Linked DNA regions of Rattus norvegicus: region 2 is linked to region 1. Evidence: chromatin contacts called from public Hi-C data. All regions are on one chromosome and are shown on one strand. The core of a region is the stretch at or near the end of the contact, and the rest is flanking DNA. Distances in the headings are between cores, read along the strand shown. Region 1 holds the start of Abl2 (ABL proto-oncogene 2, non-receptor tyrosine kinase). Region 2 overlaps Abl2 (ABL proto-oncogene 2, non-receptor tyrosine kinase).

What was found. A called contact is a pair of places that touch in the nucleus more often than the background predicts.
Region 2: a Hi-C map of the A7r5 cell line shows a contact between it and region 1, with 2.4 times the contacts expected there. The contact joins the enhancer-like site here to the promoter of Abl2 in region 1. A contact is called at or near these places in 4 of 12 Hi-C or Micro-C datasets (the A7r5 cell line, Schwann cells, frontal cortex and 1 more) and 1 of 1 datasets of contacts at active chromatin or transcription factors (oligodendrocytes).

Annotation. Positions count from the first base shown.
Region 1 is chr13:71,221,134-71,227,409 of GRCr8, forward strand. It overlaps Abl2 (ABL proto-oncogene 2, non-receptor tyrosine kinase), which reads left to right and starts at 2,816. Exons shown (of 12, transcript NM_001395130.1): 1 at 2,816-3,241. The coding sequence starts at 3,085.
Region 2 is chr13:71,288,981-71,295,256 of GRCr8, forward strand. Abl2 (ABL proto-oncogene 2, non-receptor tyrosine kinase) reads left to right here. Exons shown (of 12, transcript NM_001395130.1): 2 at 2,392-2,454; 3 at 3,941-4,111. Among named protein-coding and RNA genes, the nearest start is that of Tor3a, 57 kb to the right of the region's middle. Within about 2 kb of position 3,866, at least 1 of the 93 cell types and tissues checked has an H3K27ac peak or open chromatin away from gene starts, as enhancers often do. A contact at or near this core is called in the A7r5 cell line, where this site is marked.

The sequences.
Region 1 (6,276 bases), core at 1,566-4,065:
GACTTTTTTTGTTTTGTTTTGTTTTGTTTTTAAGACAGGATCTTTTGGGCTGGAGAGATGGCTCAGTTGTTAAGAGCACTGACTGTTTTTCCAGAGGTCCTGAGTTCAAATCCCAGCAACCACATGGTGGCTCACAACCATCTGTAATGGGATCTGACGCCCTCTTCTGGTGTGTTTGAAGACAGTGTACTTACTTAAGAAAAAAAAAAAAAAAAGACAGGATCTTTCTATATATCTCTGACGACCTCAGAATTCACTATGTAGACCAGGCTGGCCTTGAACTCATAGTGCTCTGCCACAGATTTTTTTTTTTTTACACCAAATACTCTTTTCCTCCAGTCCTCTCTCTCTTACTCCCTCTTTGTTTTCTTTTTACTTTCATGCTTGTTTTTACAAAAGGTTTTGCTATCTAGCCTGGGATGGCTTGATTTCTGGTCTCAGTCTTTAGAGTTTCTGGGGTTACAGGCATATGACTATCCCTGTTTTGCCAGAGCTAAATTTTGAGTCTAAGCCTTCTAATTTCAGAGTCCCTGCCCTTAACCACAGCACTGTTCTACATGGCAATTACTGTCCATCTTTACGAATTAGCAGAGAAACCAAACTGTTGTCACCAAATTGAAATTCCATGGGTAAATAAAAACCAAACAATAAAAACTAATCCTACTTCTATGATCATCTTTATGCTTTGTGAATTAATCTTCTCAGTAGCTGCAACCACTTTGTGAATGAAAAGAAAATAAATAGTATTTTGAGGCAGCATCTTGCTATGTCGCACGGGCTGGTCTCACTCAGATTCTCGACCTCAAGCGGTCTCCTTGTTTTAGCTTTCTTAGCAGTTGGGAATACAAATATATACCACAACTCAGAGGTATGTGGTCATTTTTTGTTAATTTTCAGACATGGTCTTACTATGCAGTCAGTCTAGCCTTGAACTTGTGATCCGACTGCCTCTGGATCTATAATTTAGTACAATATGACACCCAGGAACAAGAGGTATTTTATTTTATTTTATTTTTCGGGGCTGGGGATCGAACCCAGGACCTTGCGCTTCCTAGGCAAGCGCTCTACCACTGAGCCAAATCCCCAACCCCACAAGAGGTATTTTAAATCCAGGCAAACTTTGATATAAATGAAAATTCATATTCTATCCAGTGCTAAAGTGAAGTGCTTCTTTTCTGTGGGAACTAAACTCAATTGCATTTGGCTGTACCCTGGGTGGCAATGGAATAACTTAGAGCGTTCTTTGTGTGGGCGCATGCATGTGCATGTGTATGTGTGCCGGTCACAGGACAACTTTTACTGTCAGTTCTAGCCTTGTTTAAGACAGGGTTCCTTAGCCATTGCACACGTAAGCCAGGCCTGCTGGCTTTTGGAGACTCTCCCATCTCTGCCTTCCCTCTTCTTTTTTTTTTTCCTTTTTTTTCCGGAGCTGGGGACTGAACCCACTACCACTGAGCTAAATCCCCAACCCCAACCTTCCCTCTTCTTGTAGACCAGCTAGGATCATAAAGCTTGGGCTAGTGCTTCTGGCTTTTCACTATGACTAGTATCTTGTGTGGAACTCCAAGTTCAGGTGGTCAGGCTTGCAGTGCAAGTATTTTTTTTTTTTTTTTTTTTGTCATTAACCCATCTTTCCCCAGCCCCTAAGGCTCTTTAATAGTGAATATCTGTATCAAAATCAGCTGGAATTTGGGCAGTAGCAAGTGGTAGAGCATTTGCCTGGAACTCAAGGTCCTGAGTTCGAATCTCACCAACACACGCTTGTGATCTTACACAGTTCTACAAAACACACGTAAGGGGAACTACATCTATTTTTGCTAACTCTTCTCTTCCTTAGGGCTGTTTTCCTCTATTTAAGCAATGGCTCCAGTCCTCATTCGAAAGCAAAAGTTCAAGTGCCAAGTCTAGTAACTGATCCTTTTAAAGAACAAAACAAACAAGGAAGAAAAAGGAATAGCGAGAAATAAGCGTCATCGAGTCTTTGAGAATTGAAAAAACTGGCTAAATATTAAGTTAATAGAACTCGTAGTGGGTTGGGATGGGGAGACAACTGCACACAGGGTGCACTCCTATAAAAAAAAAACTTCTCTTCTGCCTGTTTCTCTATTTAGATACCAGAAGGTAAAGATGAGTAAGTTCTGACTCAGGTCAAAGTGATTACGTTTTCCTGGTCAACAAAGGAGTGCCTGACATCCTGCACTGCACATCTGTGGGAAGATTAGCTTTACTGTTAGGCGTTTTAAAGTAAACAGAAACACATGCGGTTAGGGAGATGGTGGAAGAGTTCAAGAGAAATCCAAGGTAGTATGAGGAATTGGGCTACAACGGCTTTGCCAAGAAGTCTGCAAAGTGCACATCAAGAAATAATTCAAATTAAGTTAACCCCGCACTTTACCATCTCCCGGTGAATTTTGTACTATTTCAAACTTCACCCTAGACCTGATGCTGAGTGTGTGTGAAGGGCTTCTCAGTTGAATGGCAGCTAAGCACAGGGATTCACGAGCCTCAGCTGCCTGCTGCTGAGCTGCGCACGTGGTGGGTTCAGAACCTCCTCTGACTTGACAGGTGGGGGTGGGACAAGAAAGGCTGGGCGCCCACACCCCTCCAAGTAAGGCAGTGTGTGGAGCCGAATGTAGGTAAAGGTGGCGGTGAAGCCTTCGAGGGCCCTAGAAAGCTTCGGTGGACCGGTGGGGTGGGCCTCGACTTCAACCCAGCGGGGCGCGGGCGGGGCGGGGCCACACGGAGCTCCGCCCACCGAGTAGCGGAGGTGCCTGGGCGAGAGAGGGGCGGGAGACGCTCTGTCCCACGCTCGCCCTGTGCTCGGTGGTTTAAAGATGGCGGCGGCGGCTGGGGCGAGGAGCCGCCGGAGGGGGAGGGAGAAGGGTAGTCTGTGAGTCGCTGGGAGGCAGCACGGCGCGCGGCAGCGGCTCTGAGGAGTCTGCGTGAGGAGCCGCCGGCAACTCCGGCCCAGAGGGCCTGGGTTTGGGCCGGAGAGGCCGGAGCGGTGCCGGGAGCTCCGAGGCCGGAGCAGAGGAGGAATGTGAGCAGGGGTCGGCGGGGGCGCGGGAGTACGCGAGCGGCGGGATGGGGCAGCAGGTGGGCCGCGTCGGGGAGGCTCCCGGGCTCCAGCAGCCACAGCCGCGCGGGATCCGGGGCAGCAGCGCAGCCAGGCCCTCCGGCCGCAGGCGGGACCCGGTGGGGCGTACCGCAGACGCCGGCTTCAACGTCTTCACCCAGCACGGTGAGTGTGTCCTAAGCCGGCTGAGGGCGTGAGGGAGGCCAGGGGTGGGGTGGGGTCGGGACGAGGTGCGAGGCGGACGGGCAGCCTTCGGGGGGCGAGGGCTGGAGGGGTGCCCGAGAGTGGGGGCGGAATCGGCTGCCATCTGGGCCAGTCACGGGAGGCGAGGCACACCCCTCCCCCCGCCCGGCTAGGCTCTCCAGCCTGGCTGGCAGTGTCTGGGGGCGGCGGCGGCGGCGAGAAGGAATAGGGGTCTTAGGGACCCAGGCTTGAATGTCTTGCTGTCCTGGGACAGGACAGGGCGACTGTCGAACAGTGGATGGTATCCCCAGGAAGGGAAGGATGAAGGCAGGTATGAGCTCAGGTTCAGGTGGTGGGAGGATAAACCGGTTGTTAACGACGGGAACGAGTCGTGCCCCGAGGAATTGGGAAATAGGAACTGAATCTTTAAGAGATTGTGGCATATTCGGTATGTGTTTTATTAATCAGGCGGTGAGCAGTGTCAGAATGGTGAACAGTGAAACCCTTTTCAGTATCTCTTTACTTTCAAGAGTATTTTCTCCAAACTAAAAATGAAGGGCTCTGCCAAACCACCCTGTTCTGCCTATCAGAGTAGGACACAGGATTCTGAGATGGCTGGCGGAGCTCTAGATGGGTGGGCATGGTTAGGGCTTCCATGTGGATATGAACATGAGTTTTTCTTTGAGCCCCATTGGTGTATACATATATGCATACGTGCTCCATGTAATCTGGGACTTACTCGGCCTCATATTCTTCAGAAAAGCTGTTTCTAAACTATTTAAAATTATATTTATTTTTCATATGTATGTCTGTGTGTGCGCACACACACCCATATATGTAGAGGTCAGGAGTCAACTTGGGAATCATTTCTTTCCTACCATGTGGATCCCAGGTATTAAACTCTTCATCAGGCCTGGGGGCAAATGCCTAAACTCTTAAAAAAAGACAAACTTTGAGCACATATTAATTTATATGTCTTTATTAATATACACAAGCTAATAAAAATTAACAAATAATGTAATTAGCGGTCAGAAATAGAGTACAAGAAAGGGTGCAATGAGGGAAATTAAGAATACAGCACTGTAAAGTAGTGACAATGTACACAGCCTGTCTGAGGCCTGAGTTCAAGCCCCAGCAGCCAGGGAGAGAGAGAGACAGAAAGAGAGAAAAAGAGAAAGAGAGAAAGAGAGAAAGAGAGGGGGAGAGAGAGAGAGAGAGAGAGGAAGGAGAGAAGAAGAAGAGGAGGAGGAGGAGGAAGAGGAAGAAGAGGAGAAGAGAGAATGAATGAAAATGAATGAATATTATATTATAAGAGCATTGTTCTGGGGTTGGGGATTTAGCTCAGTGGTAGAGCGCTTGCCTAGCAAGTGCAAGGCCCTGGGTTCGGTCCCCAGCTCCGAAAAAAGAAAAAAGCAAAAAAAAAAAAAAAAAAAAAAAAAAGCATTGTTCTAGGAGCAGAATACCAGAAGCCATCCTAAGACCTGAGAGGCTGGTGATGGAGATGTGCCATCCATAGACAGGACGGGCTAGTAGACACTGGACGGGAGGTAGCAAGCTAGCTTCAGTGATAATACATATAGGAGCAAAGTGAAGGAGAAACTGTCCCACTGCACGTAGCTTGGGGAATGGGAAGGAGGAGAGGTGTAGACTAGTCATGGGAAAGAGAGTTTCAGAGGAAGTGACGTAGCATGCAAAGAGATGATCCCAGGACTTGTAGCTTGGGTGATTTGTGTCCAGGTTCTGCATCTGGACTTCTGAATAACCAGAGGGCCTGGGTTTGGGCTGTTTTTCCTTTTTTAATTTAATATGTATGTGCGTTTAATTTAATTTTATGTGTATGTGTGTTTTGCTGCCTGTACGTCTGTGTACCATATGCCTACCTGACCCACAGAGGCAAGAAGGAGGACATCAGTTCTCTTCCTGTAACTTGAAGGTTGTGAGGTGCTATGTGGGTGCTGGTGACTGAACCCAGGCTCTGAGGAAGAACACTGGTTAAGAGTACTCTTGCGGGGCTGGGGATTTAGCTCAGTGGTAGAGCGCTTACCTAGGAAGCACAAGGCCCTGGGTTCGGTCCCCAGCTCCGAAAAAATGAACCAAAAAAAAAAAAAAAAGAGTACTCTTGCATATATGAGTTCAGTTTGGGCCAAGTATACTAGTACACAACTTTAATGTCAGTACCTGGGAGCCAGAGACAGAAGGATCTCTTTGAGTTCAGGGCCAACCTGGTCTTACCTGTTTTCACCAGTCTTATTCTTATATAAAATGAGGATGTGTTAAAGGTAACATGAAGGTTTTCAACCTGGGTAACTGGGATAATAACAATTTTATTGACAAAGTTGAAAGTTAAAAGATGATGGATAGAATGTGAATATGGCAGCCAAGGACTGATATAAAATGGATTAATAAATACTGAAAGAAATAAATCCTTTTTACTTTGGGGGGGTGGATGGTCCAAGGGATTAAACCGAGGGCCTCATATAAGCTAGTCAGGTACTTTCCCACTGAGCCAAGGCATCTAGCACAAGGAGGAACTTTTTTCTTTTTTTCTTTTTTTTTTTTTAAATATTTTATTTATTTATTATATATTATGATTACACTGTCGCTATCTTCAGACACACCAGAAGAGGGCATCAGACTCGTTTCAGATGGTTGTGAGCCACCATGTGGTTGCTGGGATTTGAACTCAGGACCTTGGGAAGAGCAGTCGGTGCTCTTAACCACTGAGCCATCTCTCCAGCCCAAGGAGGAACTTTTGAATTTAGTTAATATATCCATTCAATTCAAAATCCACCACGCTTCTAACAGTAGTAACCCACAAAGGATGACCTGGCTTTCCTGGGGAGGCTGGGGCTAGTCATGTGAAGACATTTTTTTTTTTTTTTTTCAGAGCTGGGGACTGAACCCAGGGCCTTGTGCTTGCTAGGCAAGCGCTCTACCACTGAGCTAAATCCCCAACCTCATGTGAAGACATTTTTGCTTGTTCCTAAGGAGACAAACTAGTGGGCAGGGGAGGTGGC
Region 2 (6,276 bases), core at 2,616-5,115, 69 kb after region 1:
CTTGTTTTATTTGAGATTGAATCTCACTGTCTCACTGGCTTTCCTAGAATTTGCTGTATAGACCAGGCTGGCCTCAAACTCAGGGGCTAGCCTGCTTTTGCCTCCTGAGAACTGAGAGTAAAGGCATGAACCAGTACACGCAGCATACTAGACCTTTAATAAATGCTTAATGAACGGAAGAACATGAATAATACATAAAATGATGTTATATGTACATCTTGATTGAAAAACTAAAGCTAAATTGAAAACTACCAAATATATTCCCAACTAAAACAGTTTTTGAAAGAGATATTAAAAATTATTAGCCTCTTAGAGAATATACAAATTAAAATAATGTTAAGTAATATAAAATAATGAAAACACTTTGAGGAAATGATTACTGCCTGACAAATCTATAATGAGAATGATAAAAAAGTGACTGATTAAACATTGAAAACATTGAAAATGTGCTTTATAAGCTAAACATTAAATATTCAAATTTGAATTTGTATTTCAGTTGTATTTTGTATTTCAGTTGTATTGTTACAGGTTGTTATAGGTTATATGTTGCTGTTGTGTGTGTGTGTGTGCGTGTGTGTGTATGTGTATGTGTGTGTTGTCCTATAAATGTATCAATAGAAAAGATAACAAACTTTTTGTTTCTCAAAGTATTTGTTCCCTGGGTCTTTTGCACAATTCAGTAGAGTGTGGGGCCCTTTGCTGCCTTCTTTCTGCATCCTCACAATGCACTGCTGTTGCTGTGGGATCCTCAGAGTCCACTGCTGTTGCTGTGGTTAATTGAAAGATTGAGTTAACTTGTGTTGTTCAGAAGTTAACATTCTAGCCCACACACTGACATTGAATTGGGCTCAGTACATCTGACTCATGGGGCTTGCCCGTTTTAACTGGTGGCGAACAGGACATAGACAGGGGCTCCAGGGTTCCCTTTGCTTGTGCTTTGTTCTTTAGTTTGCCTTTTCTTGTTTCTTTTGCTCATCGCCCCCCTGCCTTGCAGCTAAGATCATTCATTAACTCTGTGCTTAGTCTTGGTCTCAGCTGGAATTGGGACATTTTTACTTGAAGATATTTTCCTTTTGGAAAATAGAGGGTAGGACGATGTTTTCTGTGGATATCCTGTGCAGACAGTTTGGACAGGAACTTGTTGTACAGAACAAAAGAGTGAGTGGGAAGAAGGAAGGAAGGAAGGAAAGAAGGAAGCTGTGTAACAGCCGGAGACAGGAGTGACGGCCAAGCCAAGGAACGGAAAGACGGTCGGTCTCCTTGGCTTGGGTTCTTCTGGGCCTTTTCTCTTGGTTATGACATTAACCTTGTGCCTTGTACTTCATCTAAGGGGTACTACTGATTGGCTTTTATTAAATTTATTAAAAATTTAAGAAGAGTTTTTTGTGTATCTGCTGATTATATATTGAATATATTACTTAACTCTCCTGGGTGAAATGTTTTGAGGACAGGAATTCCCCCAACTCTTCCCATAGCTTTAAAATTTACAACAACAAACATTAGTTAATGGGTAGTTTGCTTTTTTGTTATTTGTTGTTGTTTTGTTAAGGGGGTCTCACCATGTACTCATTATAGCTCTGACTAGCCTGGAACCTGGAACTCACAGAAATCTGCCTGCATGTGCTTCCTCAGTGCTGAGATGATTTCCTGTTGTTTACTTTTTTTTTTTTATGAGTTGAGTATCATATAACTTATAGCTCTTGAGTACAGAGTATGGAACTTTTGGGAAAAAATGGTTGTTATCTATAAGGAATTCATTTTGTGGTTGGGAAAGAATTTCAGAGAGAAGGGATTAATGCAGTACTCTTTGGAGAGCACACAAAGGAAAATTCACGGGGAACTTAGTGCTGAAAAGTGAGGGGTCAGCCAGTCAGGAGAAGACTGAGGGAGGGGTGCTGGAGAAAGGCTTTTCAGTGAAGTGCTTGCCCTCAGGCACAGGGGCCTGAGTTGGAGCTCCAGAACCATGATTTTAAAAGCTGAGCATGGTGGCACACTTGAATTCCAGTGTTGGGGAGGTGGCCTGAGTATACCCACTTGAGTCCTAGGCCAGTGACACACTTATTTTAAAAAGGAGGGTAGCTCCTGAGGAATAACACAGAGGGTAATTCTCCAGCTTACACACACACACAGATGTGTGCCTACATGCTCATATACACAGAAGAAGATCAGGAGAAGCCACTACAGATGTAATGGATTTCGAGAACAAGGCCCAGATGTGGGAGGCAGCCCCAGTAAAGTGAGTGTAAGGTATGTGGGAAGAGCGGAAGCAGAGAAGTAGGTCTGCCTTACTCATGAAAGGACTTGAAAGCCAGAAACAAGGAGACCGGGAGTTTGATGAATAACTCTTAAAGGGGCTCAAGAGTGATGTGGTCCAATTTTTGTCTTAAATAGATCACTTTGCCAGCTGTGTGGAGGATGGATTTGAGGGAGACAAGACTGGAGGCAGTAGTCCAGGTGAGATCTGTGGGAATTGAACAAAGCACTGAAGGAAAGACGGAGAAGAGGGAATGACTTGAAACAAAAGGGAACCATAGGTGCAAACCTTTTCCCCCTTCAAATGTGGCAAAATCTATTTTGAATAAACTAGGAAAGAGACATAAGAGAAAAATGTTACATGGCATAGATGGGTCATTTGCCTCGGCAAGGAGCCATTTAATACAGCAAGAATGTTGCCACTGAGAGAACAGTGGGTCTTTTTGGTTTTGATTTGTTTGTTTTGCATAACAAAACTAGGGTATGAGAATCAGGTAATTTTGAACAAATGTGGTACAGGATTAGATTTGGAACTTGAAAAGGCCTTAAGAAAGAAACAGATCTCACAAGGTTTTAGCTGATGTGCATAATTAAAACTCAAAAGTACATGGATGGTATTTTCTAGAACCTTGATTAAGTTACTAATAGTTTACAGAAATCTACTGCTCAGGAAAAGAGATTAGAGTTTTTAAAAAAAATTAAAGAAATGAGCAATTGTAAGCTGTCATAACATAAAAAGATATTTTGGATGCATGCTCACAGTATTTCGTATTAAATTAAAATGTATTTCTTTTTCTTTCTTTACTATTTTTGAGATAAAGTCAGTCTCACTCTGTAGTCTAGGCTGGCCTCAAACTCCTGGCCTCAGTCTCCTGAGTGGTGCATTAGAGGTGTGAGCTGCCATGAGTGACTCAGATGTGTTCTGTTAGGTGGAGAGCTCAGGATTAATCTTGCCAGAAGCACCGTGTCTGTATTTGTTATTTGTAAATACATGATATTGATATATAAGATATTTATCTCTTCAGGAATTTACTTCCCCTGCTTTGTTTTGTATGAAGGCATAAAGCAAGCACCTAGCTTAGAAGGGTTTCTTAACTTTACCATCCATATTTCAGGTCATTACCATGTTAGCCGGGTGTGAAGGACACTCCTGTCATCCTAGCACTGCCTGGGAGTAAATGCCACCCTCCATTTCATAGCAAGCTTGAGACTGAGGCCAGTGTGGGCCATTTGAGACTAACTCAACCCACCTCCATAAAGCTGCAAGTCATTACCCCAGCAATGTGCCACATGTGCCTTATAAAGCTAGTAAGCACTTGTTTGTAAGGTCGTTCCTCATTTTTAGAGAACCGCACCTTTGTTGTCATTTAGATCTGATTAGGTGAGTGCATTCTCTGGTTATGGTCTTTTCTTTGACTTCAGTTGCTGCCATAAGCCCAGGAAATAACCGCACCTGTGCCCACTCTTTGTGTGTGGTGTTTTTGCAGTAGAGTCAAATGTAGCTCAGGCTAGCCTTGAATTCACTGTACAGTCAGTAGAGGATGACCTAACTAACTCCTGGCTTCTTCGTGGTAACTCTGTGAGACAGGCTAAGTGTAAGCCAGCACTTCACTTGCAGCCCTCACCCTGAGCTCTGAATTCTTAGCTGTTTGACTCACTGGACGCCTCGCTCTCTTGTGTCTTTCAGAAGTTTTGCACCGCCCCTTTGGTTGTGACGCTGAATCTCAGGCACTGAATGAAGCTATCAGGTGGAGCTCCAAGGAGAACTTGCTGGGCGCCACTGAGAGCGACCCTAATCTCTTTGTTGCACTTTATGACTTTGTGGCAAGTGGCGATAACACACTCAGCATCACCAAAGGTGAGACGTACTCTGCTTTATCATTTTCTTGGCGACTGAGAATGAGAGCCTTCTTGTGCTGACTTCTGCCGCTGACATTGACCGGGTGATTTCTTCCCAGGCACCTTTGGTTCATTCATTTTTACCTGTTTCTGGGCTGATGCTTTAAAAACAAATCAGCCCTATTCTCAGGATTTGCTAAGAATAAGATGATTTAAAACACCTCAGGAAAAAGTCCATATTGTTAGAAGTTTGTGCTCTAATGCAGGCTAACATCCATTTGTTTCCATTGAATTGTGACTGAAAGACGTAGTGCAGATCGCACTGGCACTCAGGACTCAGCAGCTGCCCCCAGTGGATCAGGACCTTGGACCAAAGTGTGGGCTGCCTGGCTCATGTAAGGGCACTACCCCCTAGCTTAGCGCCATTCTCACACTTTGGAGCAGTAGACAGAGAGTGGCCCAGTGCTTACGTTAGGTAAGTGGCTCCTATTTCCTTGTTGTCCGGCTCTCAGCTGCACTGGCTGAGACAGGCAGTGTTTCTATGGCCTAGTGAAAGGGATGGTTAGGAGGAGCTGTCCTGCCGCAATTAAGAGAGAGAGGATAAATAGGATTATTTTCACTGGCTAAGAAACATTAAGAACATGACTTGATAAAATCACCAGTGAAAACAGTTAAGACTGTTGTTATGAGAGAAAAAAAGGGTAGGCTCATGCTCGGTGAGGCTGCTGCCTTCCGAACCTGTAAAGCCTCCCACTATGAGGAAATTATTTCAAAATATTTAACTAAATGAAAGTATAACAAACGGCCACTTGTTAAACAGACCCTTTGATTCCTAAGGGTCAGAATGAAGTAGTTAGTGGAAATGACGATACCAAGTCAACAGGCCTTCCCTGACCTCAAGAAAATGTTTCTGTGTAAAAATTTTATAAACAGCTATTTTTTCCAGTACTGGAGATCAAACTTTGGAACCCCATGTAAGCTATGCAGGTACTGAGGAACTGCAGCCCAGTCCAGGGTATCAATGTTTAAATGCCATCAAACATACTAAAAATAAAACAACTTAAAACGGAGTTTCTTTATATTTATTTTACATTTATTTAATCTATATGGATGAGCCTTTTGCCTGCCTTTATTCAGGTATACCATATATGTGCTTTGGGTCCCCCTTGAAGGTCACAAGAATCTCATGGAATTGAGTTTCTTTAAAAAGTAACTTTAGTTACTTTTCTGAAGGTGATAAAAGTGGAGGGAGGGGGCTGGAGAGATGCCTCAGTGGTGAGAGCACTTGCTGTCCCTACAGAGGACCCTGGCTCAATCTCCAGCACCCAGTGGTAACCTGCACCATTTGATACACTCTCGTAGCCTCTTTAGGTTCCACACATACATATGCATATAGCCAAAACATTTGTACATGTAAAATAAAAGTAAATAATTTTTAAAAAGTTTTGCATTGACCACATGTGTGAAACATGAGGCTTTCGTCTGCAGTCCCAGGATTTGAAATACTTGAAGTATTTCAAGCATTGTTGGCCAGAGAGGGGCTAAAGACAGGCTCAGTGTCTGTCTCCTTGTCTATTTCAGTAGCCATCAACAAGTCCAGAGCGGATAATTCTAACTATAAGGGGGAGGGGTGTTGTCAACCCTCCAGAGTTTTGGCTCTGTCCTGATTATGGTGGCCTGTATTGAGCAGTTCTGTCTAAGTGCTTAAGGAAAGCAGAAGTGTAGATAAACACATATGCAGGCACACACATACACATGTCTTGAGTTTCTAGCAGGTTCTTTTGGACGCATAGTTAGCTACTGTGCACCTGCACATTTGTGTAGCTGCACCACCATACCATACACTCATGTCTTAGTATGTATGTACAGTGTGTAAAATATACATATATGAGTTCCTACACAGACTTCTGGGTGTTTTCATATTTAGGTGTCTCAGGTGAAATAATGGTAGGGCAGAGAAAGCCACGTCATAATATTTCTATAGGCCACAGGAGACAGGTAGATGGCTACCACAGAAGGGCTGAGCTTTTCCTCACCTGCCTTGGCCTGGTATTTCCTGTGTCCTGTACTATCGATTGGTGTGACTTCCTTTTGTTCTCTAGCATTAATAGCAGGAGTAAATTCTATAGAAAAGCTTGTATCTCTTGGAATAAGAGCATCATGCACGGGTTGGGGATTTAGCTC